Linked DNA regions of Rattus norvegicus: region 1 is linked to region 2. Evidence: chromatin contacts called from public Hi-C data. All regions are on one chromosome and are shown on one strand. Each heading gives the region's core, a stretch centred on a gene start, on an enhancer-like site or on the middle of the called end of the contact. The rest is flanking DNA. Distances are from core to core; before and after follow the strand shown. Region 1 holds the start of Spin1 (spindlin 1). Region 2 has its middle 37 kb from the start of Nxnl2.

Evidence for each region. A called contact is a pair of places that touch in the nucleus more often than the background predicts.
Region 1: a contact with region 2 is called in a Hi-C map of the A7r5 cell line, with 2.3 times the contacts expected there. The contact joins the promoter of Spin1 here to the enhancer-like site in region 2. A contact is called at or near these places in 4 of 12 Hi-C or Micro-C datasets (the A7r5 cell line, Schwann cells, kidney and 1 more).

The regions. Positions count from the first base shown.
Region 1 is chr17:14,255,450-14,259,288 of GRCr8, reverse strand. Spin1 (spindlin 1) reads left to right here and starts at 2,227. Exons shown (of 6, transcript NM_001419143.1): 1 at 2,227-2,360.
Region 2 is chr17:14,148,722-14,152,680 of GRCr8, reverse strand. No RefSeq gene overlaps it. Among named protein-coding and RNA genes, the nearest start is that of Nxnl2, 37 kb to the left of the region's middle. Within about 2 kb of position 1,305, at least 14 of the 93 cell types and tissues checked have an H3K27ac peak or open chromatin away from gene starts, as enhancers often do. A contact at or near this core is called in the A7r5 cell line, where this site is marked.

The sequences.
Region 1 (3,839 bases), core at 978-3,477, 110 kb before region 2:
TAGGCATTCTTAGCTCTAGAATGTGGCCCATGTATTTTTGACAGGTTGCTGGAAACCATCAGTAGAGGCAAATTTAAACCAGGAGTGGGGTTAGGGTGGGGGTGTGGTAATGTTTGAAGGGTCTGATGGGTCAGCAGGGTCTGCAAGTGGCCTCAGGTGGGTGGAAGCCACGGAAGACACCAAATGTCCTACAGCGCCCAGGGCAGTCATCCTTAAAACCCTATCATGTGGCCAGGCATTGAGGAGGCTTACCCAGAAGACCTTACCTGCCTGGGCTAACCTATCACATTCTAGGCAGGCTAGACAGCGAGACCCTGTTTCAAGCAAAACAACCCAACACTCTCTTGCTCAAGTTACCAGGTCCATGTCAGTAAGAGCTAGGCGGATGTGAAGGCTACTTTTGGGTGTCAACTTTCCTACATCAGGAATTAAAACCCCAATGACTGGGCCCACGAGTGATAGATTTCTGCTTAATTAAATCATTTGATTGGGGTCTTTGAGGCAAAAAGATAATGCCTTTAACCCAGACCTTTTGAGATGGAAAGAGTCACCTGTAATGTGGCTCTTTTGAAGTGGGAAGACATACCTTTAATCTGGGGCAAGCTTGCTTGCAGCCTATTTAAATGACATGGGATAAGGGAGCTTTTGCTCTTTGCCTGTTTATTCTCTGTCTCACTAGCAAGTCCATTCCTTCACTATCATTATAACCTGCTTGAGATTCCAGCGTATACTGAAGACCAGCCGAGACATTCGGCTTTGGGGACTGAACAACTACTGAATCCCTGGACCTTCTGTTGTTAGACAGTCATTGTTCGATTAACTGAACCACAGCCTGTGAGGTATTCTAACACATACCCTTTCCGTACATATATATTCATTCTGTAAGTTCTGTTCCTCTAGAGAACAGAAAAGCCCAGGAGGATCACCAAGGAAACAGAAGTGTTCTGTACTGTCACTCCAGCCTCCTTCCCATCGCGCCCTTCCTTGTTCCTGTCAGCCTCCACTACCAAACATTAAACACAACAACAAAAGCTAATCATCTCTCAATTCTCTCTAGGATGGCTGCGTCTCTACTGAAATTCGCCCTCTCTTCGGTCTGTGACTATGTTGCTCCTGCCAAGAATGTCATCTGAGACAAGCATTTTAATATGAGCAGGCACATATCAATCTTACTTTGAAAGAAAAAAGGTGCCAGAGAAATCTCTCAAAGAGCTCAGCGAACTAACAACCGTGCTGCAGGTTTGGAGTGCGCAAAGGGCTTTCCAATAACGTCTCGTAATTCGACCTGGCAACACACTGGCAGGAGGCTTATTACAATGCGGCAGTGCTACGGCACTCGAGGAACCAGGTCGGTGACCGCCTGGATCCAGACACTGGGCTAGAGGAGGGTAGGAGACCAGAGCGCGCCAGGCTGAATGCAGACCAAGACGAACCTTCAGGTCCCGCATTTGACTTCCCCTCAATCCAAACCATCCCGGACGTTTCCTCTCTCTCCTTGCCCACAGCCAAACACGTCCTCAAAAGGCATCTTAACTGGAACCAGAGTCGCACGGATTGACGTGCGATCGTGGGAAGTCCTGGCTTGCAGCCTCGCGAGGAGCCCGGGGTGAGATCTAGAATAGCGGCTGCAGCTAGGCCAAGGCCGGGTGTTTGCGGCAGGTGTTCGCAGGAGGCCCTGAGCTTTGCAAGCTGAGCCTAGTTCCTCGGCCTCTGCGCAGTGCGGCGTGCAGTAAGGCGGTGTGTCTTCAAGGGAGCATGGGGAGTCTATCCATATTTTTAAAGGGCTCGCGTCCTGCAGCCCAAAGCTGCTGCTCCGCAGTGACGAGAACGCACCTGCGCTGCGCAAGGTCATGTGACCGAGCCTCATGCATCTCCGCAGCTAGCCAGGCCCGAGACAGACGTAAGGTCCCAGGACAAAGAGGCAGGACGGTTCCTGGAAACCGTCCTCCCGTTGAAGAGTAAATGCCAACGCCCGTTACTCTCCGTTCGTGTTTGTCTTCCCGACCCTGTTCCGCTTCTAAGAGGGCCCGGGTGCGCGTACCGCCCGTGGCTCCCCAGCGCGTACCTGGCAGCTACGGGCGCGCGCCCCACCCTCCAGGTGAGCAGCGCCAGGCCCCGCCCTCGCCCCAAGGCCCCTCCTCCCACTCGCGCCTGCGCAGTGCGTCCGGCGGCGCCGGGCGCCGGGGCGGCGCGGCCGTCGCAGTTCGGCGGGCGCAGTGCGCGTGCGCCGTGGCGGCTAGGGGGCGGGCGGCGGCCGCGGCGAGGAGCGGGGGTGGGGAGGCGCCGTCTGGCTCGGGCTGGGCCGGCGGGGAGCACGAGCGAGCCACGGCGGCCCCGTTGGCAGCCTCGGTGGCCGACAGGTGAGACGCGTGTGGGGCCGGGTGCTGGGCTGTGAGGGGAAAGCGAGTGGGCCTCGCGGCGCGCGTACCCAGGTGAGCACAGCCCGCGGGGCCCCGGGCGCATTGTCCGCGGGCGGCGCCCCTCAGCGCCCCCTGCCGGCCGGGCTCGGTGGGGCCGGGGCGCGGCGGGCTGGGGCCCGGGCGTGCGCGAGTTCCTTTGTTCGTCGCCCCCGCCCGGTCCCCGCCGCCCCCGCCAACATGGCGCTTGCGGGGTCCCTGCCCCAGCCCCGCGGCCGCTTCCCGCGCGCTTTGTTCCGTGCCGGGCGGGGGGCGGGGGCGGGGGCATTGCGTAACCCGGCGGGGGAGGGGCGTGGCGGGACCCCCGCGGCGGGTCACCGCGGTGACGCCCTGCCTGGGGGGCTCGGGCGCGGGCCTGTGTGACCTTGGGTTTGCCTCCCTGAATGCGCCGGATAGATGTGCGGTGCGGATACTGCGTAGCGCCGGGGGTCGCGGTCCCTAGCGGCTTCCTGCACGGATGGTGCGTTCTGGGCCTTTCCGGGAGGAGGGGGTGTCGGGTTGAGAAATGGCTTCAGTCATCCACGTCGTTGCATGCGCATCTCAAAGTTTGTTTACGCAATTGTTTTTATATTGATTTGGTTTCGATGATCTGTGGATTGGGGTTTTTCTCTGTGTGTGTGTGTGTGTGTGTGTGTGTGTAGTCTTCTGGTTTAAAGGCTTGTTTATTTCTCGTGTACATCGTAAAGCCATACAAGAGAAACGTTTAAGTGTTGTAAAGGATTTCAGTGTGACTAGCGAGGAAGATGGTATCCGTATCGAAATGCGAATGCCTCACTAACTTTCCTTGGAATTTTCTGGAAGAAGCTGCAGCCTGGAAGGATTGATGGAGAGTAATTGCCTTCTGCATAGCTTTTGTTAGGGAGAGAAAATGAAACCTGATCTTAGACGTTTTCTTACCTACACATCCTGAGCACACTTCTGAGGTGGTGAAATTTTGGAAAGATAGAAGAGAGGAGGTGTATCTTTAGCCTTCCTTTTCACCATCTCAGCATTTGTTAATAGGCGATCATGATTTACAGGATGTCCATGATCAGATTTCATAATTGTGTATTAACGTTGCCTGCTATATTTATTAAAACGTAGTGTTTCTTCCAATAAGTAAAACGAAATTAGCTTAAAATCCTACCGAAATGCCTAAGAAATGAATCAAGCAAAAGGGCTTTTAGTCTAAATTTGTATCAAGTCTCCTGTACTCTAGACTGGCCTTGAACTCAGTATCCTTCAGCCTGGAGTACAAGCCAGTGAGGGGCCATCTTTTTATACACTTAGGGTTTTTGAAGTGTATGTGTATGGATGTTTTGTCTGCGTATTTGCCTGGTTACCACATCTGTGCCTGGTGCCCAAGGGGTCCAGGAGAGGGCTCTGAACTCCCGGGACTGGAGTCAGACAAATGTGAGTGCTGGGAATCAAACATGGGTCCTT
Region 2 (3,959 bases), core at 56-2,555:
TCTAAAGTTTCTACCTAACTGGGCTCATTGGTAGATGGAGAACTGGGAACGTATAGGTAGATACAGGATCTTCTGCTGCACCTGGAAAGAAAGAATCTGGATGAAGGGGGCACAAACCCTGAGCTCCGTGAACTTGATAAAACGGGTTGGCTGTGCCGGCCATGGTGCCATGCTCTGCATTCTCAGAACTTGGGAGGCAGAGGCAGGTAGACACAGAGTTCAAGACCAGCCTGGGCTACGTGGTGAGTTCAAAGCCAGCCTGGATTACACAGTAAGACTCTGCTTTAGTTACTTTTCTTGCTGCTGTAATAAAACAATCGGTCAAAGCAAATTAAGGAAGGAGGGAAAGGCTTCTTCTGATTCATCACAGTTGGGGAGTTCGTTCATCGTGACGAGGAAAGCAGAGGTGGACATGTCTGGTTCCAGTGCGTCTTCACCCAGGAAGACGACAAATTAATGCTGGTGCCCAGCTAGTTCTCTCCTTTTCAGGGGGTTCAGGGCCCAAGCACAGGGAAAGGTGCTTTCAGGGTGTGTCCTTCTACCGAGATTCCTATCTAATCCAGAGCATCTCTCACAGGTGTGCCTGCAGGCTCACCTCCTGGGTGACTCCAAATCCTCTCAGGTTTGGCTAGACATGCTGTTCTCTTACCCAGCCCAACCTCAGTTGTTGGTGGGGACGGCTTCCCTAGGCTAGCAGAGGGGCCCAAGCAGGTCACTCAGGAACAGTCCTGAAATGTGAATTCAGCCACATTGAATTCTGTGTTTCCACGTGCCTACACTGCCAGCCCCACTCCCACACAAATTCAATCCCCATACATGGACACAGAGCTAGTTCCACTGGCTTCACCCCAAGGTCACCATGTTCCTAAAGTCTAGCTTGGCTCAAATATCTTTACCTACTATGGTCTCCCCCCCCCCCCCCGTGTGTCGGACCTACCATTTTCAGTAGCTGATAGAAATCCACGGTTTATTTATTTTTTTCCCCAGTAGAAAATCCACAGCGGGGTGAGTGTGGCTGAAGCTGCTTTTTCTGTCAGCTCACTGTCAGTGCCCTTGAATAAATGACCATAATTAATAATGGGACTTAAAGGCATTCATCTTGTTCAACGACCAGTGGGGCAGATAGATACAATTATAGACAGAGAGACAATATAAACAGGGCTGCCTCGGGTCTACATATTTACAGCTGTGGGGTGTAAGGCAAATGAACCCATCCAGTAGCAACCGGATGAAATTCCAACTGGGAGATTTATAACTGCTACTGGCAGCAAATCACAGCTGATATTCTGGGCCGAGTTTAGCCCAGCGTGTGATTCTTACTCAGATCACGCTAAATATAGACTTGGAGCGGCCACATGGAGGAACATCCAGAGAGAGAAGGATCCGCCATCTGGAATTGCTATGTCTCTTTCCAACAGAAGTGAATTCTTCCCAGAGTGTGGTTTCCTTCAGATCAGGCAAGAGATCCGTCTCTTGCTGATTCCTGGAGGGGCGCTCAGGCTGCTGGAAAAATAGGACCCAACTTACATTTGGCTCTCTAGCACTCTGGGACAAAATTCTCCCTCACAAGGTTATCACCGTGATTATTCTCATGAAGAGACTCATTCGTGAACACGAGAAATGGTGGTACGTGTTTATAGTACTCGCGCCGGGGAGGCTGAGGCAGCAGGGTTGCAAGTTTGAGGCCAGTCTGCCTCTGCAACAAAATGTAAACAAAAGAATTAATAAGGGTGTGTCTTACACACTTTCTCTACATGCTCAGCGGCACTGCCAAGAAAAGTCGTCAGAGCTGTTTTTGCCAAAACATCGGAGAGGTTCTGTATAATGGGTTGAGTAAAAAGTGTCTCCCATGGGTTCAGGTGCTTGAACACTTGGTCCTCAGTTTGTGGTGCTCTTTGTGGAGATTATGGAACTTTGAGTGGGTGGAGCATTACTGGAGGAAGAACATCACTGGGAGGCTTTGAAGATGAAAGCAAGACGATCCAGCTCCCGAAGTCATCCTTTGCCCAGTACTATGGACTGTATTCCTGCAGACCCATGAGCCAAAATAAACCCTCACTTCCCTAAGTCACTTTTTTGTCAGTATATGTCACCATAGCAACAGGAAAGAAACTAATACATCCCAGATTGAGTATTGTGATTCCCACACCCCTCAGGCCCATTGGTTACCTTCAGGAAGTGTTTTTTTTGTTTGTTTGTTTTGTTTTGTTTTGTTTTTTTAAGTTTTTAAAAACTTTATAACAAAGCTCTGGTCACAAAAGAGAAGGAAGTTTCAAGCTTCCTTAACAGGATAGGGGCCCAAGATTTTGAATTCTATAGCTAATTAGGAGCAGAGGAAGGCATGGTCTCCTGGAACCTGATAGCTTCTCTTATCTGCTTTTGGTTGAATATAGACTTAAACCTCTCCTTGAACTGCCTGTCCTCACACGCAGGTAATTTTTGGAAGATCATTTGGCTGCAAAGGGGCGAAGGGGGTAAAATTAGCTGCAGGAGCCAAAGGAGAGAATCCATGTATGACCTGAAAGTGAGCAGAGCTGTGTATGAGGGCCAACCCGCAGGGTTTGCTGACCATCAGATGCTGAGGTAAGGGGGAGAGGCGAGGAGTGACACCCAAGGCTGTGTCAGGATGCGTAATACTGGGCATGTCGTTAAAACTGTCAAGGAATCTCTGTAGAGGTTATGAGCTAGTGGAAACAAGCCAAAGCTAGCGGCCTAGGCATTTATTCATATATAAGAAGTCTCAGAGTCGTTAGTTTGGGGAACTGCACGGGTGGGAGAGCCCACGGTTACAAATCTCAGTGGGGTAGAAGGTTTGAGGTAGGAGATGAGTCTGATATTAGCCACACTGAACTTGAGAAATTTGCCATATTCCATTTAGGTTTTTGAGTGGGCAGAAAGATGCATGGCTCTGGAATGGGAGGGAAGGAGGGTTCTGGGATGGAAACAACACAGTTGTTGGCCACACAAAAAGGAGATGACTGCTATTCCCTTCTGTGATAAAAAAAATGCCCTGGCTAAAAGCAACCTAGTGGGTGGGGCGTTATTTGACTTACACTTCCAGGTTGCTGTCCATTCTTGAGGGAAGTCAGGGCAAGGATTTAAACAGGCTCCTGGAGCAGAAATCATGGAGGAATAAATAAATCAGCCAGCCCGAACCATTTCTGAGACATCAGCCTTCTGCTTGCTGCCTGACTTCTGGATTGCTCAATGGCTTGTGTTTACCTAGCTTTCTCATACAGAGCTCAGAGCCACTTGACCCGGGGTGGCATCGCCTACAGTGGGCTGGACCTTCCTACGTAAATCAACACTTAAGACTATCTCCTACAGACATGTTCCCAGGTCAGTCTGATCTGGGCAGTTCCTCAACGGAGGCTTTCCTCTTGGAAGACTCCAAGCTGTGTCAAACTAAAGCTAGCCAGGATAACTGAGAACGTGAACAGAAGGCTACTTCTCAAGAGGTATCCAGGAAGACACATGAAAAAGACATTAAAGGAAGGCTTCGGCAGTCCGAGGAGAACCAGACATATGTGGTCAGTGGGCCCATATCTCAAGCTGAGCGAAGCCAAAGTCCGAAGCCTATTAGACCCTACTGGAGGTGAAACAACAACCTTTGGCTTGGAGAACTGAGTTCCAGGGGCAATTTTGACAGTGTGTGTGTCTCTAGAAGTTCGTCATTTTTAATACAGATTATCTAATTTGTTAGCATACACTGTTCATGGCGTTATTTTGTAACACTTTTTATTTCTATTTAGTTTATAAAACGTTTTATTTCTGATTTAGTAATTCGAGTATATATTTTTCTTCACCATTGCTGTGATCAAATCAAATCAAAACAACAACAACCACAAAATGGCCAAAAGCAACTTATGGGGATGAAAAAGATTTATTTCAACCTATACTTCCAAGTAATAGTCCCTCACCAAGGGAAGTCGGGCTAGGACTTATGGCAAGAATCTATA